Linked DNA regions of Mus musculus: regions 1, 3, 4, 5, 6 and 7 are each linked to region 2. Evidence: chromatin contacts called from public promoter capture Hi-C data. All regions are on one chromosome and are shown on one strand. Each heading gives the region's core, a stretch centred on a gene start, on an enhancer-like site or on the middle of the called end of the contact. The rest is flanking DNA. Distances are from core to core; before and after follow the strand shown.

The links. Promoter capture Hi-C pulls out the DNA fragments that hold promoters and counts their contacts. Capture Hi-C pulls out chosen DNA fragments and counts their contacts.
Region 1: a promoter capture Hi-C map of hippocampal neurons shows a contact between it and region 2, with 5 times the contacts expected there. The contact joins the promoter of Nt5m here to the promoter of Ulk2 in region 2. A contact is called at or near these places in 1 of 39 promoter capture datasets (hippocampal neurons) and 1 of 115 datasets of contacts at active chromatin or transcription factors (large pre-B cells).
Region 3: a contact with region 2 is called in a promoter capture Hi-C map of pancreatic islet. The contact joins the promoter of Guk1 here to the promoter of Ulk2 in region 2. A contact is called at or near these places in 1 of 39 promoter capture datasets (liver), 1 of 115 datasets of contacts at active chromatin or transcription factors (astrocytes) and 2 of 9 other capture datasets (liver and pancreatic islet).
Region 4: a promoter capture Hi-C map of liver shows a contact between it and region 2, with 5 times the contacts expected there. The contact joins the promoter of Iba57 here to the promoter of Ulk2 in region 2. A contact is called at or near these places in 2 of 39 promoter capture datasets (liver and pre-B cells).
Region 5: a promoter capture Hi-C map of liver shows a contact between it and region 2, with 2.7 times the contacts expected there. The contact joins the promoter of H2aw here to the promoter of Ulk2 in region 2. A contact is called at or near these places in 2 of 39 promoter capture datasets (liver and pre-B cells), 1 of 115 datasets of contacts at active chromatin or transcription factors (large pre-B cells) and 1 of 9 other capture datasets (liver).
Region 6: a promoter capture Hi-C map of liver shows a contact between it and region 2, with 9 times the contacts expected there. The contact joins the promoter of Flcn here to the promoter of Ulk2 in region 2. A contact is called at or near these places in 2 of 39 promoter capture datasets (both in liver).
Region 7: a contact with region 2 is called in a promoter capture Hi-C map of pre-B cells, with 3 times the contacts expected there. The contact joins the promoter of Trim11 here to the promoter of Ulk2 in region 2. A contact is called at or near these places in 2 of 39 promoter capture datasets (liver and pre-B cells).

What each region holds. Positions count from the first base shown.
Region 1 is chr11:59,846,614-59,849,355 of GRCm38.p6, forward strand. It overlaps Nt5m (5',3'-nucleotidase, mitochondrial), which reads left to right and starts at 1,460. Exons shown (of 5, transcript NM_134029.2): 1 at 1,460-1,759. The coding sequence starts at 1,517. It also overlaps a transcript of Cops3 not described here.
Region 2 is chr11:61,853,711-61,856,410 of GRCm38.p6, forward strand. It overlaps Ulk2 (unc-51 like kinase 2), which reads right to left and starts at 1,382. Exons shown (of 27, transcript NM_013881.4): 1 at 777-1,382. The coding sequence starts at 866.
Region 3 is chr11:59,190,518-59,193,217 of GRCm38.p6, forward strand. Guk1 (guanylate kinase 1) reads right to left here and starts at 1,435. Exons shown (of 8, transcript NM_008193.3): 1 at 1,234-1,435. The coding sequence starts at 1,294.
Region 4 is chr11:59,162,317-59,165,016 of GRCm38.p6, forward strand. Iba57 (IBA57 homolog, iron-sulfur cluster assembly) reads right to left here and starts at 1,429. Exons shown (of 3, transcript NM_173785.6): 1 at 1,035-1,429. The coding sequence starts at 1,375.
Region 5 is chr11:58,953,395-58,956,094 of GRCm38.p6, forward strand. H2aw (H2A.W histone) reads left to right here and starts at 1,291. Exons shown (of 1, transcript NM_178218.4): 1 at 1,291-1,798. The coding sequence starts at 1,344. The coding sequence ends at 1,736. It also overlaps the pseudogene H2bu1-ps and a transcript of Trim17 not described here.
Region 6 is chr11:59,808,717-59,811,595 of GRCm38.p6, forward strand. Flcn (folliculin) reads right to left here and starts at 1,323. Exons shown (of 13, transcript NM_146018.2): 1 at 944-1,323. It overlaps Gm16062 (predicted gene 16062), which reads left to right and starts at 1,364. Exons shown (of 2, transcript NR_045686.1): 1 at 1,364-1,545.
Region 7 is chr11:58,976,771-58,979,470 of GRCm38.p6, forward strand. It overlaps Trim11 (tripartite motif-containing 11), which reads left to right and starts at 1,323. Exons shown (of 6, transcript NM_053168.2): 1 at 1,323-1,874. The coding sequence starts at 1,470.

The DNA of each region.
Region 1 (2,742 bases), core at 210-2,709, 2.0 Mb before region 2:
ATATAAGCAGCGCCAGTTTTGGGGCTGGGGTCTTTTGGCTTCGCTATCAAGCTCTTCCAATAAACCTGTGCAGAAGAATCCTGTTGTGGTGTCTTCCTTGCTGGCGAATCGGGCGTCCACAATAGTCACAAAGCTTTTACTGAGTCAGTGCCTCTAGATTCTTGTCTCATGAACTTAGAGAATGAAGTTCATAGATGACAAGGAGGGTGAGTTTCTTTAAAGATATTTATTTTTCCTGAATGTATGTATGGGTATAACACACTTGCCTGGTGCCTGAGGGGGCCAGAAGAAGGTGTTGAATCTCCAGAAACTGAAGCTACAGACTGTTGTGAGCACTGTCTCTCTTCCATGTTAGCATGTCTATCAGTGGTGGTTCCTTGTTGTGGTCTTATTTAGGCAGCCATATTATTATGGAAGTTTTTCTGTCATTTCCAGAAAACATAATCTCACAACAGATTGTCTGGTCCTCCCATGTAACTTGCTTGGCCTTTTGGGACATGAGCTTTCTAGCTTTGTCTTTATCTTTCTTATTTTGGAAACATCCAGCCATCCCTCTTCTCTTTAGGACAGAGTCTTTTTAAAAAATCTTTACAAACATCCTGTGTATCCGTCTGTCTCTCTTTCCCTCCCTCCCTCCCTCCCTCTCTCTCTCTCTCTCCCCACGTTTTGGCAATATGTATGTCTGTGCACCACATGTGCCCATGGAGGCCAGCAGAGGGTGCTGTATGCATCCCCTGTGTTCAGAGTTGAGAGGATTGTGAGCAGCCAGCAGGGTGCTGGGAATCTAGATCAGGAAGGACCAAGATTTAACATACAGAGACCTTTCTTTACCAAAAATACCTTCATGTTTGCATCCTTTAAAATATTTTTTCTACCTACTAATTCCTTTTTTTTTAATAACATGAAGCACAGTAACAAATTTACAGACATATTTGGAGATTCACTATTGAATCCAGTGATGTTAGGATGGACACAGAGCATCTGTTTTTTTTAGAACCTTTATAGATTTGAAGGTTACACCTCTGATAGCTTTAAATTTTATAAGGTTATGGTTGCAAACATTCAGCATCTATGAACAAAGAGGATCACACACAGCAGGTGTATCTGCCTTTACCTGTACCTAAAACCTGAAATCCTCCCTGTCTATACTTGGGAATGACAAGCTGTTTAAAAACCTGTACCCATAATCCGGGATGGCTGGAACTTTGTTGGGCTCAGAGCTCAACGAAGTAAGCGCTCAATAAATACCTAAGGATTTGTTCCTCCGGTGGTGAGCTCCTCCATCCACCACTGCCTCAGTAGGAAGAGTGCTCCAGTCTGGCTTTCACAGGCGGCTGTAACCTGGGACTGGATGTCCCAGGGCGATCAGCACCCACGTCGCGCTCACCTTCTCTGGGCGCATGTCCCTTTAAGGGCGGCGGGGCTGCGCGCCGGCCTCGCTCTGGGCCGGAGCCTGCGCGTCCGTGTCCGCGGTGGAGGCTGCGTCTGCCGCGGGCCCCGGGCGAGGAGCGGGGCGATGCATAGGCTGCGCGGCTGCTGTGCGCGTCCCCGCGGTGCCCCGCTACGGGCCGAGCGGAGCCGGGCGAGCAGCCGCGCCCTGCGGGTGCTGGTGGACATGGACGGCGTGCTGGCGGACTTTGAGGGCGGCTTCCTCCGGAAGTTCCGCGCGCGTTTCCCCGACCTGCCCTTCGTGGCGCTGGAGGACCGGCGCGGCTTCTGGGTGTCGGAGCAGTACGGACGGCTACAGCCTGGGCTAAGCGTGAGCACCAGCCGGCCCCGCAGCCGTGCCCCGCGGGGAGGGGAAACTGAGGCCGCAGCTGTCCAGCCCCAAGCCAGCTCGACTCCTCCAATGACCTTTGGCGGGTTCTTTGGTACCACACGGATCCTGGGAGGACTAGGGCTACAGGGCTAGAGGGACCAACCATTCAGCTGTTGCTGGGTTTCCAGCTATCTCCTTAATCCCCCTTCCCAGCTGGACTCCCTTTTCCCCTCTCTTCCTCTCTCCTGCCGCTGCCCTTCAGTATCCACTTCTTCTAAATATTGGAGATTGAACCCAGACCTCTGTAGACTAGACAGGCTCCCAACCACTGACCTACATCTCCCATCCTCTTACTTTGTACTTTGTCCTTCATTCTCACTAGCTTCCCTAGGCTGCCCTTGAACTAATTCACTGTGTAGCCTAGGGAGGCCTAAATTTTTGATCCTCCTGTTTTATAGTCTCTCAAGAAGCTGAGACTGCAAGCCATGCTGGGCTTGAATTTTAAATTCTTGGTGTGTTTGGCCTCAGATAATTGGTTACATTAAAAACAAACAAAAACAAAAAACAAAACCGAGCATTCTCAGTCTCTTACCCAGACATGGCTATCCCTCCCAATGAAATTGACAGGAGTGTCTTTGCCATCCTCTTTTACCCCATGGAAGCATAACTTTGAGTGATACTGTATGCTAGAGAATGTGACTTGCAGAGTGTCACATGGGGAGTCGGACTGGGAAGAGTGAAACTTCCCTCTTGACCAGTGTAAGGTTTTTGGTAAGACCTTGGGCACCACTCCCCCAACCTTCCCATCCCTCATGGCTAGACAGAGATCCAGGCTTTTTGGTAAAGTGTAATTTGGAGACTTAAACTATTCTATGAAAGGAATAGGGGGATTTGCTCAGCATAAACTTAGAAACTCCAGCGTTTCTCACTTGGTTGTCTAGGGGCTATAGTGCTTGATGGTCAGAGGAGTGTTTTTTGTTTTT
Region 2 (2,700 bases), core at 132-2,631:
TTATTTCATAATGAATAAGACATAGACGACAGTACCTTTTTAATAGGCACTCTTGAAACAAACAGAATAACCAAAGCTTTTTTTTTTTTTTTTAATTACTTCCAGTCTCAATGTGCCTTCTCAAATTCTTTAGATTCTATAACCTCGTGTGACCTATTTGCGAAACAGTGGCTTGGAAAAAACAAAGAAACAACAAAAAAAAAAACCCAAACAACTGAGGTTTGAACTTGCATCTACGTTGTATTATTAGGTTAGGGTCCAACTACCTTTGTCACTTATTTCCTCTAACTCAAAAAGGGGAGGGATACTACAAAGCTCCCCCAGACACAGAGGAACGTGATAGTCTGAGAAAGCTTCAGACTAACGGGAAACGCGCCCGTTTTCCGCTGGGTGTGCAATTATCCACGGTAAAGGTGACAAGCTCCGGAAAGCCCGGGGCAGGGAGAAGGGACAAAGGTCCACCGACCCATAGTATGGACAAGCACATTACACTGTGCAAACACTGGAGTCCTAGTCGCTTCGGGACCAGTGGCTTCTCTGAGCAGCAAGTCCCCGGGCGCACCTCGGTTACCCAGCACACTGTCAGGGAAGAACATCAGTGGCTCTGCGCCCGTCGGTAGGTGGAGCTCAGCCTAGCGGCTCTGGCCTCCAAAACAAACCCTGCGACAGTGACAGCAAGCACAAAGGCAGGCAGGCCCGGGGAGCCCTGCCCAGCGGCCAGGACCGGGGCGCTGGCTCCCCAGTTTCGCACCAGACAACGGGCCGGCGGCGCTCACCTGGCGGTGCCGCCCCCGGAAGACCACAGCGAAGGCCCCGTGTCCCACGAGGTCCCGCTTGCAGTACTCGAAGTCGCCCACCACCTCCATGGCCGCGCCCCCGGGACATAGAGCGCTAGGGTGGGCAGGCGTGGCGGAGAACCGGGATCAGCACCGCGGGCCCGAGGGCCCCAAGCACGCCCGCGGGCGGCGGGACAGGGGCAGCCACGGCCCCGGGCCCGGATGGACACTCATGCCGAGAGGCCGGAGCGGAAACGGGACGGGCCGCCGCGCGGAGCCGGGGTCAGCGAGGCCTGGGCCCGGTCGCTTCTCATGGCCCGGGCCGCCGTCGGCCGCGGGGCTCTAGCCAAGCGGCCTGGGCACTGCCCGGCCGAGGGCACCGCCGCCGTCACTGGGCGTACCCGGAGCTACCCGCGCGCCTGACAGCGGTGCAGGGCCGGGGCCGCGCCATCCCCGCAGGTGCGGCTGCCTCCGCTTGTTGCGCCCGCGGCGCTGCTGTGTAGCGGCCGCCGCCCTGGAACCCGCACAGCCGCGGTGGCGGCTTCTGCCTGCTTCGCGGGAGCGCCCAACGCACGCGCGCGCGCCGGCCGCTCCGCGCCGACTACCGGCCCTGTGCGACGTCAGCGCGTCTTGTAGGACGATGCGCCCCAGTCCTGCTCCCTCCGCCGAGAAAAGGAGTGCGCACCCCGGGACGCGGCGCCAGGCACCGGGGCGAGTCTGCAGTCACTGGAGCGAGTTGGCGAGCAGGGGTGTGGGGAGGAGGCCGCGGCTGCTTAGGAACGGGCGGCGGGCTCGGCTCCGCTCGGCTCGGCGCCCGCGGCTAGCTAGAGCCCGCCACGCCCTGACCTGAAGCCACCCTCTAAGAGGCGGATCTTGAACTCCGGCCCCGGGAGTCGCTGAGGCGGTGCAGACACTGGAGACAAAAACTCCGGGAGCTGCCTTTCAAATCCAGACCGCAAACTGCTAGACAACCCACCTAAGGGATAGGGTCTGACTGGAACCTGCGCCTTCTGGGGGTCTCTAGACTTCTGAGGGAGGCTCAGAACCTCCTTTCTAAGGAGGCGCTTCATCACACCAGTCAACTACCAGTTTGCCTCGGGCTTTTTTTTTTCCTCGGATTGTTTAGGTGAAAAATGATAGTCAACTTTTGCTCAAGAAAGCATTACAAAGCCATGGTAAACAATATGTGTGACCCCATACCTAAGTGTGTGTTCAGGTTTGGGGATGTTGCTGTCAATTTCATCGCCTGCCCCTGAAACAACTCCTCTCACCTCTCTCACTTCTCTCACCTCTCCCTCTCTGTCTCTGTCTCTCTCTCCTCTCTTCTTCCTCCTCCTCCCCTCCCCCCTCTGATTTTACTTTTATGTGTATGGGTGTTTTGCCTGCATATATGTGCACCACGAGTGCACCTAGTGCCTGCAGAGGCCAGACCAGGGTGTCGATCTGAAACTGCAATTACAGATAGCTATGAGCCACAATGTAGGTACTAGGAATCAAACCTGAGTCCTCTGGAAGACTAGCCAGTGCTCTTAACCACTGAGCCGTATCTCCAGCCAGCCCTCTGGAACTCATCTTGACAAACAGGTAGAAGCCCTAAAAACCTTCAGCTTTGAGACAGGTCAGGAATCTGAAAGCAATGTCTCTAGTCCATTTTCTTTTCCTAAAAAAAGAATACCACAGACTCAGTAAGTCCATTTTCCATTGCTAGAACAAAATGCCCCAGGCTTGGCACCTTATAAAGAAATGAGATTTATGCAGCTCACAGTTTTGGAGGCTGACACCCCAAACAGCAAAGCACCAGCTCTGACAAGGAGCTCATGAAAAAAGGCTTCACAAGGGACTATGGGACAGAAAGAGATCACAGGGCAAAGAAACCAGAGACTGAGAAGGGACCAGTGTTACGACTGTATAACAACTCACTTTT
Region 3 (2,700 bases), core at 185-2,684, 2.7 Mb before region 2:
ACTGAGGCCCAGGACGTGTAGGCAGGGAATGGGTAGGGCAGGGCAGGGAAGACTAGGGACCAGCAGAAGCAGAATCAAGAAAGATAGGGACCGGGGCTGGAGAGATGGCTCAGTGGTTAAGAGCACTGACTGCTCTTCCAGAGGTCCAGAGTTCAAATCCCAACAACCACATGGTGGCTCACAACCATCTGTAATGGGATCTGATGCCCTCTTCTGGTGTGTCTGAAGAAAGAGACAGTGTACTTATAGATAATAAATAAATCTTGAAAGAAAGAAAGAAAGAAAGAAAGAAAGAAAGAAAGAAAGAAAGAAAGAAAGAAAGAAAGAAAGAAAGAAAGAAAGAAAGAAAGGAAGGAAGGAAGACAGACACCATCACATGCAATCAGGGAGGATGGGGACAGGACAGGATGGGACAGGGAAGATTAAGTCCCAACCAGAAGAGTCAGGGATACAAGAAGCCTTGCTCATATGGCTGCCTCCCAAGAGCTCAACCCTACTCTAACTTTCCTTCTTTGTCGCCTGGGCTCTTTCCTCTCACATCCCCTTCTGCCTTTTCTTTTCCAATTACATCATGTTTCCTGGATATTTTGTGTTTGTCAAGACAGACGAGAAAGGGAAACAACTTTAGTAGTCGCTTTCATAACTAGCCTATGACCTCCTGCAAGGTGAACTGAAGGAGCACCCACAGAAACAAACTGCATTCTTCTTTCTCTCCTTGGAGCCTATCAAAGGCTGACCAGTCATTTACTTGCTTTCTCCCTCTCTCCTCAGATACCGCGGAGCTAATGTCACCTGCTCCACCTCCAGGCACCACCAGAACGAACCCCGCCCACTTCCACGTTGGATAAAACGATGCCTGAGAATAATAAGCCCAAAGGCAGATTAATATTTTTTTCTAAAACAAAACAAATCGGGACAAGCCAAATCCTAATAGTCTGCAGGGCCTGCACCATCTGCAGGCACTGAAGTCCAACGCCCGCAATGGCTCAGGAGTAAAGCCATGTGCTTGAGCCTACCCAGGACGCCGGCTGGGTAGGGAACAGAGGAAGAGCGCAGACTAGGCTCATGCTGCACCGATCTGCTGGTGGCTGGGACTCCGCGTGCCCATCCCTGTCGTTCTGGGGTCCCGAGAAACACGTTCACCCGGCATCCCCACAAGATGGAGACGGCACGCAAGGGAAATATGCTGCCACAAGTCCCACTCCGAAGACAACCAGCCACCAGCGCACTCACCGTCCGCGGGGACCCGACCCAGGGCGGCCACCGCCAGCCCGACCAGCGGGCGCCGCAGCATCAGGGACCGCCCGCAGGACTACGTCACAGCGGCGCGCCGGCCCACCGGAACACACCGGAGGGCGGCATGGCTACGCACACCGAGTACGCAAAGCACCAGCGCCGGCCACGTCCCACCTTTGCCCGCTGACATTACGTCTCCCTCGCCGGCCCCACCTACACCACATTAAATCCCGCCTTGTCACGGCCCCCAAGCGACAGCCACACCTCAGCCCAACGGGGGGGGGGGGGGCCGCGATGATGCACAGGCGCACTGCGCGGTTCTCCCCGACGACCACGCCCACTTCTCTTCGTTGTTTCTTCTCCAAACTCCGCCCTTTTCCGTACCCTCCTTTCTTTCCCTAGGCTCAAACCCTACCAATTTACAAAGACCCTGAGAGGAACACATCAGAAGTCAGCTTCGAATCCGTTTAGTTACATTTTCGGGTTAGCCGGTTAACTGTTAAATCATTTCAAGAGGCGGCTAGCACGTGCTATTTATTCTTCCAGAGGACCCAGATTCAGTTCCCAGCACTCAGGTTGGGCAGGCGCATCACCTGCACTCATGTACTCTTACCCAAACACATAGACACATACACCTAATTTTAAGTCTTTTAGTTTTTTAGATAGGGTCTTACTATGTAGTCTTGACTGTCTGGAAACTCCCAGAGAGCCATCTACCTCTACCTCCCAAATGCCGGTAATAAAAAGATGTATACCAAGGGAAGCAGAGGCAGATGGATCTTTGAGTTCAAGGCCAGCCTTGTCTACAGTGCAAGTTCCAGGACAGCCAGGGTACACAGAAAAACCCCATCTCAAACAAAAGTATGTACTATTGTGGCTCCCCAAAGTATTTTTTAAATAAGTTACTTCAAGAAACTGGAAGGCAGGGGCTGGTGAGATGGTTCAGTGGGTAAGAGCACCGGACTGCTCTTCCGAAGGTCAGGAGTTCAAATCCCAGCAACCACATGGTGGCTCACAACCATCCGTATCGAGATCTGACTCCCTCTTCTGGAGTGTCTGAGGACAGCTACAGTGTACTTACAATAAATAAATAAATAAATAAATAAATAAATAAATAAATAAATAAATAAATAAATAAACAAACAAACAAATAAATCTTAAACAAAAAAGAAAAAAGAAAGAAAGAAACGGGAAGGCAAAGATCTCAGAGAATGCTGAAGTTGTCTTTAATTCAGGAGATAAAAGAAAAATAAGCCCAATGTGGTGGCACACACCTTTAATGTCAGCACTTGGAAGTAGAGGTAGGCCGACCTTTAGAACATTCAGGACAGGTTCCATTTACATAGTTAGCTCTAGGCCAATCAAGGTTACATAGGGAGACCCTGTCTTAAATAAAACAAACTTATTAAAGAATTGCAGTAAAGTGGGCAGCACAGTTGAGTTAAGTATCAGTTCTTTCCAAAA
Region 4 (2,700 bases), core at 179-2,678, 2.7 Mb before region 2:
ACACAGTTCTAGATTCAGAGATTCACTAAGCGAAGTAATGTGGGAAAAGGATCTCTAGGAAGCACATCACTGTGGCCTTTCAGCACCTGGAGACAGGCACTCTAGATTTCCCCCCACAGAATGCAGACAACTACTGGATAGTGGTGCCATGGCTGTCAATTCTCATCCACCACTCTCATCCTGGAATAGCTACCCTCAGGGGTTCAGGAACTGTTCTCCAGATATGAGGATTCCCCATATACTCCCAATGAGCATCTAGGGGCTACTGAAGAGGCTCACCAAAAACCAACTTGGAAAGACACCGGGTAGCTGAGACAGGCAGCCAGGCCTGGACTTTGGTAGGAGTCAAGGGACAGCTCAGGGACAGGATAGGGAGGGCGGGTCTTCACATGCCTACTAGACAATGCTGAGACTTCACGACTTAGATCCTATAAAGGTGAGCAGCTGAAGACTCAATGCTATAGACGCAGGCCCTGCCCAGACTGGCCAGCAAACACTATTTACAGTCACAGTCAGGTCTGCTGTATAGATAATGAGACCATACAGGCAAACAGCTGGCACTGCAAAGAGGAACCAGAAATAAGGGAAAAACTGGATTCTCAGAACACTGGGACAATCTGTCACTGTGGAGAGGCTGTGCAGAGAGTGGCTTTTTGAATAAAGTCCCACGAACCAGCGAAATCTTTCTAAGAAGTGAGGAGGGAGGGACAAAGCTGAAGCACCCATCTTGAAAATAACTCCAGAAGCTTCTGACTTGACTGGTTGGGGTCCCAGGCACAACGCTCTGTGCAAGTAACTAGCGCAACCTGGATGCCTTCCATGGGACATCCGCCTCTAGGTGACCCCTTCCCTAAGTCTAGATTGTCCTCAGAAAGTCATTTCCAGAATAATCTAATTATGCCTCTTCCCAAGGGTGTCTAGCCAGTATTCCCTAGAAATCTTATCCTGGACATCCTTCCTGGGATTCTGGAGGTCTGCTCCCTCAGCACTCTAACGACCCTACTGCCCCGCCCTGCTGCCCCGCCCAAGCTCACCCATACAGAATGACGTCATAGAGCGTGCGTCCCTGCACATTCAGGAAATGGGCATACGCCGCACGCGCAGAGGGCTGAGCCGCGCCGGTCGGAGGCCCCGAAAGCGGCAGCTCATTGGTCGATAGTCCCAACAGGAAGGGTGCAGCGTCCGGGCCGCGCACGCGCACTAAGGCGCGCCCGTCCAGCCGGAAGCAAGTCCAGGCCACACCGTCCGCGGGGTTGCTGCCAAGAAGGCCAAAGCCACGGGCTAGGCAGTGACTCGCGGTCCCGCTCAGCCGCCAGTGCCAAGCTGGGCTTCTGCGCCCCACAGCCGCGCCCCGAAGCAGCGCCACCGCTGCCATCTTGGGCGCTAAGTGAAGGCGGGCACCACAGCGGCCCCGGGCGGCGGCGGCGGCGGCGGCGGCTGGCGACGCGCGTGCGTGGGGGGGAAAGTGGGCGGGACCTCAGCCAGTGGATGGGTGCGCAAGCCCAGATAAACACCAAGGCTAGAGCCACCCGGTGACCCTTTCCTTAGTTGGCTCCTGGTCAAACCGCTTGTGGTCGTGGTAAATAAGTAAACATGAAATCTGCCATCTTACCTCGGTCCTGGTGTGCAATCCCAGCCAGCCTCTCGGGGGGCAGAGGCAGGAGGATGCGTGTTCAAGACCTGCCTGTGCAACTTAAAATGAATATCCTGTCTCCGAATAAAAAGTTGAAGATAGATAGCTCAGTGGTAGAGCATTTCCTAGCAGGCAGGAAGCCATGGTTCCCATCCCCAGTACTGCCCAGAAAAAAAGGAGGAAAAAAGTTAGGCATTTCCTTGTTCACGGTTAAATACGAACAGTATAAAATGTATTATCTTCACCACTGTTACTTTGTTATTGCTATACTAAACATGACCAAAAGCAACTTGGGAAGAAAAGGGGTTCACTTCATTTGAAAACTCTCAGGTCACACCCACTTACAGAGAGAACTCAGGGCAGGAACTGAAGCAGAAGCCCTGGAAGAGGGCTCTTACCGGCCAGCTTCTGATGGCTTGTCCAGCCTGCTTTTTGATACGACCCAGGAGCACCTGTCCACAGTGAGCTGGGCCCTCTCACATCAGTCATTGATGTGATATAAGCCAAGACCTGTTTAGAGGCCAAGCTTATGGAGGCGTTTTCTGAATCTTCCCAGATATCGCTAGGCTTGTGGCAAGTTGATGAAAGCCAGCCAGCGAGACCACTTTTAGTGCATTTATATCGGCATTGTTCAAACGGCTGCGCAGCCCTCACTATCATCCAACTCCAGAACTTTTTATCTCCCAATCATCCAACTCCAGAACGTTGACTCCTCCCAGAACACACACTCAGCCGCTGGTGCCCACAGTTGGCTTTCTGCCCTTGTGGGTTGGAAGCCTCTGAGAACCAGTGCCTGTCCTCTTGCACCTGGCTCTCTTCATGGAGCACCCATCCTCAGTATAGCACGTATCAGAATTCCCTTCCCTTTTTAAGAATTGTATTTTATAGCTGGGCATGGTGGCACACACCTTTAATCCCAGCACTTGGGAGACAGAGGCAGGTGGATTTCTGAGTTTGAGGCCAGCCTGGTCTACAGAGTGAGTTCCAGGACAGCCAGGGCTATACAGAGAAATCCTGTATCGAAAAAAAATTTTTTTATTACGGTAATGCCTACCTTTCCCTATGTG
Region 5 (2,700 bases), core at 41-2,540, 2.9 Mb before region 2:
TTCTCCAAATAAATGCTGAGTGTGGATTATTCTTTTACTAATGCTTCACAGAAAATTATGCAGCTTTAGGGGAACAACTCTTGCTCAAAACAACGGAACTCTTTCCCACCTCCCATCCCCTAACCACTGAAACTGCTTGCTGGCAGCTCAGGCTAATTACATCCTAGCTCCTGCACACAGGCTTTGCGGTGTGCCGCCCCTCCCCCCGCCCCGTTTCCAGCATACTGCTAGTGCAGGGTTTATTGACATGATATAATGTCAGAATAGTTTTCAGGGGCTAAAGACGCCTCTCTATTCCAGAAAAGGATGGAAAGGGTGCTAAAGGGAACACAGATTCAGAGGCCACCAAGGGGGCCCACATCCAGAATACCACCTCACTGTGACCTCGCCCACCGAAACTTCAGGCTTGGGGAGAGGACTCACGCCCCTTGCCTGCTCCTGCAGCTGTCGTTCACACTCTACGCTTAGGAAGGGCAAAGCAGCCATACCCCCACATTTCTCGCTCAAAAATCGGACTTGGCCGCACCCAGTGTCAGGGAACGCCTCGGGCGCGTGGCAATCGTCAGTGGCCCGCACTGTGTTCAAGACCCTTTTAACGACTGTATGGGTGGCTCTGAAAAGAGCCTTTGAATTGAGGGCACCCTCGCCGCGCCTCACTTGGAGCTGGTGTATTTGGTGACTGCCTTGGTGCCCTCGGACACAGCATGCTTGGCCAGCTCCCCGGGCAGCAGCAGGCGCACGGCTGTCTGCACCTCGCGGGACGTGATGGTCGAGCGCTTGTTGTAATGCGCCAGGCGGGAGGCCTCGCTGGCGATGCGCTCGAAGATGTCATTGACGAACGAGTTCATGATGCCCATGGCCTTAGACGAGATGCCGGTGTCCGGATGCACCTGCTTCAGCACCTTGTACACGTAGATGGAGTAGCTCTCCTTGCGGCCCCGTTTGCGTTTCTTGCCATCCTTTTTCTGCGCCTTGGTGACCGCCTTTTTGGAGCCTTTCTTGGGGGCTGGAGCTGATTTGGATGGATCAGGCATAATGTCTAGTTGTACTACGGAAACGCGGACGCCCCTGTAGCAAGAATATTTGTATGCCTTGCATTCAAATGAAGGATCAGGCATCACTCCCTTTGATTGAATACAATTTTACATTACGTCATCGCGGGGTAAGGCATATGCAAATTAGGAAGGCTCCGCGTTCTTTTCTGATTGGTTCTTGTTGGCATCCAATAGGAAGGTGCAGTCTAGCCTCCCTCCTGATCATATATAAGAGCTTGCTGGCGCTTACGAATTCGTTTTCGCTAGGTTTCTTTTCTGTTTTTGCGTACTTTTGGTTATCAGTGGAAGATGTCTGGTCGTGGCAAGCAGGGCGGCAAAGCTCGTGCAAAAGCGAAGTCTCGTTCTTCCCGTGCCGGCCTGCAGTTTCCAGTGGGCCGTGTGCACCGCCTTCTCCGTAAGGGTAATTATTCGGAGCGGGTCGGCGCTGGTGCCCCGGTGTACCTGGCGGCTGTGCTAGAATATCTGACTGCTGAGATCCTGGAATTGGCTGGTAATGCGGCCCGCGACAATAAGAAGACGCGAATCATCCCGCGCCACCTGCAGTTGGCCATCCGCAACGACGAGGAGCTCAACAAGCTGCTGGGCCGCGTGACCATCGCGCAGGGCGGCGTCCTGCCCAACATCCAGGCCGTGCTACTGCCCAAGAAGACCGAGAGCCACCACAAGGCCAAGGGCAAGTGAGGCCCCTACCGGTCGTTAGTGCGACTTTTACAGACACCAAAGGCTCTTTTCAGAGCCACCCACAACCTCATTAGAAAGCGCTGTACACTGAGCCTGTCGCCAGTTACTGGCCAGGCCAGTTCTCCTGACTCCTTCCGTGCATTCCTGCATCCCTGTGCGGCGCTTGGGGAGCTCAAGGGAGACCAACGGCTTCATCTGCGGGTGGCCTGCGGGCCGTTGGAGGCGTTCGAGTTTCTCCCCACCACTCCGTGTCAGACACAAGGTTGCAGTTAACGTTCGTGTTTGGACATTAAGGGGATACTTAATAATAGAAATTAGTATAAGGTTCTGGTTTAGATGCTAGTGTTTCTATTGAAACTGGGTTAAATTGACATGTTCAAGTCTTCCAGTTAGGACGGGGTTTTCAAAGGTTTCTGAGGGGAGACTTGGTATTTCAAATCTACTTGTTTATATAAATGTTCTGTTACAAGGCGATTTACAACTTTGGAGTTTTGCTGGTTTCCTTTGTGGGGGTGGGGAGCCGGTCTCTAGGCTGCTTCAGCCTGCTTAGTGGTAGGATTACAGATGAGCATGGTGGTCCTGCAGGCCTTTGGAACTGGTTAATCGGATCCACTTAAGTAGCTTAACCTTGGGGAGCAAAGTGATTTGTCAGGTTCTGGTTAAACTAGGTGTGAGAGTACAGCAGTGTCCTTTGTCATAAAGTTTAAAGCAGCATCATACTAAGGACATGCTTTTATAGATGATTGTGACTTCTTTAAGCAGCATGACGAATGGTTGAGTTACAGGTAAATCAGGAGCGTGGTTGGGAAAGGGAGAGGAGGGGGTTAAATGAGTTACCTTTAAATCGTTTTAAATGGCACAGAATTGGGCCTCTTCCCTGTTAACTGCTGTACACTATTTAAAATTTAACAATACAGGCCACGAAGACAGTTATATAATGTTTATTATATAATTTATATAGACT
Region 6 (2,879 bases), core at 73-2,572, 2.0 Mb before region 2:
AATCCCAATGTCTACCACATTCTTCTACCACAGGAGCCGGCTTCTGGGAGTGTGCCTAACCACCCTTTCCTAGTAACCTTTCGAGCTGAAGACAGTCTCCTCAGCGTCATACTTTGAGAGGCAGGCTGTGCATGTACGAGATTTGCTCCCGCTGTCTGAACCACAAGCCTGGCAAACGAGACCCACACCATCCTTCCCTGGTGTGCCCTAGTTTTTCCTCATCTCTATTTCTTGTCTTCTCACAGCACCAGGCCACTAAGAGTGCCTTGTAGGCAAACAAGGGGTTACAAGGATCTCCACGGAAGTCAGCAGGAGCTGTAACTGTCTCCCACAGGAAACTCACTGATCCCCCTACTACACTAGCTAGTATAGAGTGGGTAAGAAACTCAGCAGGGAACTTTATCTCCAACTTAGAACCACTCCCCTCTCTACTACTGCCAACTTCAGCAGGACTTCCTTTAAAGAGCACCCAGTCACTTGACACTAGCAGAGCAAACACTGTCACGTGCCATGTCCTCTCTACTGTTTAATGACAACTATGATAGCTCGGCACTGCCAGCAATACACTAGCTGTAGTCTTTCTCTCTGCCGGACACCATGGGTGGTACCAGGCTTCCCCACCCCCACCCCCGAGAAATGGAAATTCACCCTATACTTGCAGTAGGTCCTCCTGGCCCCCTACTGTTATGGGCCACTTGTGACCTCAACGGCGATCCACTGGCTAATCCCAGGGCTAACCATTTCTTCCAACGCATGAGGACGAGTTACCCTGTTAAGAGTGGAGAGAAATGAGGTGTCTTGCCTGCCCTGTCCTCAGACGGCCATCCTGCTAGAAAACGGAGGTTGACTGGCAGGGCGACGTCCCCAACAGTATTCAGTCAAACTAAAGCAATTACCCCAAACGGGGGGTGGAACCTGCCACCTCCCTCTCCCAGGTGTTTACCATCCGCGCTTTCCATTCAGCCCTATGGCCCAACACCAACCCAGCTGGGGCGCTTGCCGCCGTCTCCCGGATGCTGGGCCGGAACCCGCTCGCAACTGTCCTGGGGCTGTCGCCACTGTTCTGCCCCTCGGCAAGTGCTAGCCCGTTCCGCAGGCCCTTGCACTGAGCCTTAGCGCGTGACCCAGCCGGACCGAACCATCCGCAGGCCGGCAGAGGGCAGGCAACGCCAGTGACTAGCCGGAGCGAGCAGCGTTGCGTCCCCCGCAGGCGACTAGGATGTGCGGAGCCTTGCTGTGTCACGTAATGCTCCTCCAGGCAAGGAATCCAAGCCCCTCGGCCACGCGCGCCCCTCGGCGCGGCAAGTCGCCCCGCGGAAAAGCGTAGATGGTTCCGGCCGCCGAGAGAAGCCATTCTGCAGGGGTGACGTCAAAACTGACATTTCAAAAAAGTCAGAGAGAATTAGTCAGTCCATGCCCTGTCCCTACCGAAGAGGAAAGATTTGCGGAAAATTTCCTCTGGATTCTGGGAGTTCTTGGGACTCCACTCCCTGCCTGTAAAGTTGCAGATCAGAGAAACCGTCTCCCCTTCGAGAGAAGTGGAAGGTACGGACAGGTCCTGGGAGGGAGGAGGGTACAGAGCGAAGCAGGACCACGCATGTGCACGGCTCAGTCTTGCCCTGAGCCGGCCCTATCTTTGCAAACTAGCTTTCAAAACAGTTCGTGGATTGTGGGGTTGTTTTCTCTAAGCCCTGGGTTTGATTTCCCGTTTGGGGATGAGGGATGGAATATTATTTAGCTACTTAAAAATTAATTTTAAGCCGGTCAGTGGTGGCGCACGCCTTTAATCCCAGCACTTGGGAGGCAGAGGCAGGCGGATGGATTTCTGAATTCCAGGCCAGCCTGGTCTAAAGAATGAGTTCCAGGACAGCCAGGGCTACACAGAGAAACCCTGTAAAACCAAAAAGAAAGAAAGAAAAGAAAAAAAAAGGATTTTAAGGGCTGGAGAGATGGTTCAGCGGTTAAGAGCATTAACTGCTCTTCCAGAGGTCCTGAGTTCAATTCCAAACAACCACATGGTGGCTCACAACCATCTATAATGGGATCCAATGCTCTCTTCTGGTGTGCATGAAGAGAGTGACAGTGTACTCACATTTTAAAAATAATAAAAAAAAATACATCTTTTTTTAAATGAATTTTAAAGCTATTAGTGCATACCATGGGCCCTTGAAGACAGATGAGAACAGAGCTCTGGGCTTGAGCCTGTAACTAACGCTGCCAGCTGTACACAGCGGCCAGCGCTGCCAGCCTCCGCTGTGTACACGAGGACGCCCAGAATGTGGTTATCCGGAAGTGGGAAGCTTCAGATGAGTAGAAGTTGATGAGTTGGTATCTGTTTGTTTTTCAAATCACGGGGATCGGATTCCTTTCTCTCTATTTCAGCTTTCGTGTTTTGTTGGAAGAGGGAGCAGGAGGAAAAAAAATATGCAAACTTGTGTTCTATAACTTTGTTTACTGCCTGGTAAAGATTAAGGAGTGCAGGGTGGAGTTATGGTGTTAGGTATTGTCTTGTGTGTGTTTATTTTTACCAATCCGATTATTCCTGATACTGTGAGTCATCTCCTGTCCTCCACGAGGCTCTTCCCTACCCTTCTCCAAGACTAGAGCAAGCAGACAGCAGAAGAAGAAAGCAGATACCTGACAACTAGGGGTTAACAAACTTAAGCAGGATAAAACAGCTTTAAGCAGACTGCCACTCAGGATATAAGTGAAACCAGTTGCAACTCCCCACAGCGATGTTAGGAAGAACCAGGTCAGCTCTGACTATGGCTCTGAGAACCAGGATCCTGTATTGCGACCAGAGGATTTGGGCAGCCAACCAAAAGCAGTCACTACAGAGAGAGTCTGGAGGTCAGTGAGGGGACAGCAGGAGTGTGCAG
Region 7 (2,700 bases), core at 73-2,572, 2.9 Mb before region 2:
AGATATAGAAAATTTGTTATCGTTACTGAAAAAAATTATTTATATGCTGATAACTATAGCAAAAATTATACAGACTCTAGATGCCCTGTGCCACTGAGTTCTTTCCATTTTTATCATAGAAGATATTTTCCCTTTAATCTCTATCTCCTTAAAAACTTCGATTTACCAACTTAAACTATATTTGTCTACGATGTTTTATATTTAGTCTCTTTCCTCTTTTATTGTTTTCAAACTTAATACCTTACCGGTTCAGAAGTTTGGGGCTTTTTAGTCCCATAGCCGCTGCGGGAAAATGTTCCTTTTGTTCTTTAGTGCGTCTGCAGGCTCCACAGACCAGCAAGTGTCTACGGTGGCTAACTTCAACCCCTCAGCTCAGTTCAGGAGGCTGCCCCCATTGTTTCCATCTTTCTGCAGGCCCTTCCGACCTGCTGCTCGAGAATGGCTTTAGGTCTTTACCTGCAGCCACCGGCTGAAAGCCAGGCCTATGTGCCCCAGCTCTGGATCGCAAACTGCGCTTGGTTCGTGCAGCTCTGAGAAGCTGCTCGCCTGCGGGCCACGCCAGAGGCTCGTGGCCGGCCGCTGCCTGACTCAGCAGCCGCGGGAGTGCTAGACCCGGGCCGCTGCAGACGCAGGCTGGAGTGCGTTCCGGCTCGCTACCCAGTTGCTTATAGACGGCCGCTCAAGCGCTCAGCCCGCCGCTACGGGAAATCTTACGGGAGAGAAGCCGTGCCTGGCTTTCTAGTTTAGCACTCGCTGTCCACAACTTTTCTAAGTTGCTGGCCCCAGCAACGTCAGATACACTCGCGGCAGAAGTTGTGGCCGCAGACGGTCACCACCATAAGCTTTGACTGTTTCCTGATTCGTGCATAATCATCCCGTTATTCTAAGTTCTGCCACACGTGGCTGGTTACCTGGTTCTCAGTTTTTGCTGCTATCTCCATCAGCGTTCTGGGGCCAAACTTGCGTCGGTGTCGATCCCGGCATCCACCCCGGCCCCTCTCTTTTCCAGGCATCACACCTTCTAATTTCCTGCCTAAGCTCACTGGCCATTGTATTGACCGGAGAAAGGTTTACACAGTGCACAAGAGATTAGCTACAGAACCCATGGCCAAAGTTTGCAGCATCCGGATCTTGGGGTGCGGGGACACCACCTGCGGAGACTTGTCACCGCAAGAGAGGCGAAAATGCGATCTCTTGCACTATAATTCGATTCCGACCCCGAGCCCCGATACACAGCGGCCAACCCAAGAACAAACGGGTTCTAAAAAATAATAAAAACTAGCTTCCTGCTTCCGCTGTGGTTTCTCTTCCGGCGGAAGTCTGAGAGCTTAGTGCCGGATGTACCCACTACCCAGGAGGCTGAGAGTGCCGCTACCTGCTCCTGGCCCGTTCCCACTGCGCTCTCGCGGCGGAGTTGCCCGATCCCGGTGCACCACGAAAAGCTCGATCCAGGCGCAGACGCCAGCACCATGGCTGCCCCAGACTTGTCCACCAACCTCCAGGAGGAGGCCACCTGCGCCATCTGCCTGGATTACTTCACCGACCCGGTGATGACCGACTGCGGCCACAACTTCTGCCGCGAGTGCATCCGACGTTGCTGGGGCCAGCCCGAGGGCCCATACGCGTGCCCCGAGTGTCGCGAGCTGTCGGCGCAGAGGAACCTACGGCCCAACCGCCCGCTCGCCAAAATGGCAGAAATGGCACGACGCCTGCACCCGCCTTCTCCGGTCCCGCAGGGCGTCTGTGCGGCGCACCGCGAGCCGCTGACCACCTTCTGCGGCGACGACCTCAGCCTGCTGTGCCCCATCTGCGAGCGTTCGGAGCACTGGACTCACCGGGTGAGACCGCTGCAGGAGGCGGCGGACGACCTCAAGGTGCGTTCCATTGGGTGCAGCCGGCCAGTGCCCGGTGCGAAGGGATGTCCCGTTACTGCCCTGCCCTGAGTTGAGGAAGTGTGAGTTACAGTTAACTTGATCCTGTGACGGGGTCGGGATTGTAGCCTGTCTTATTCCAGGATGAGATGCACGTGCATTCTGGGGAAAACCGGGTGTTGGTAGTCAGTCCAGACTCAGCTTGGAGAGCTTGTGAAGGGGCCCGCTGTCAGATCAACAGTTTGGCCTGTGTCAGAGTTGATACTCTGCCAGTGTGTCCCCATCACTGCATGAACTTGGGTGACCAGAATAAACCAGGCACCAAGTCTCCTTTACTTTGGACTTTAGCACAAAGGTGAACTTATAAACTTATAAACTTAAAAAGCTTATAAACAGAGATCGTCCCAGTAATTTTTCATTTCGTTTCGTCCATACCCGGTTTACCGATGATTGGTTGGCAGGTTTACCCCCCTGCCACCAAACCCCTTAATGGTGCTGAAAGAGACCCACATCTCTCCACGAATGACATGATAAGCCCTGAAGGGACAACACTAAAGCTGCTCTATTGCCAAAAAAGAAAACCTTTGTCCTCTGTCCTGTTAAGTTCACTGTCTGAACAACAGACAAGACAGATCAGCTTAAGTAACACTAAGTTTCTCTTGCATAGGGGTTCACACAAGAAAAGAGAAAGAAAAGCTCAGAGAAGCAGTTACCCTTAGGCCTTTTATCCCAAAAGGTGTGGAGTTACCAGAAAGAGACCTTGTGAAATAGGAAATGATTGTGAAATAGGAGGCTGATGGCAGAGAGGGTGTCTCCCTCCTGCAGAATG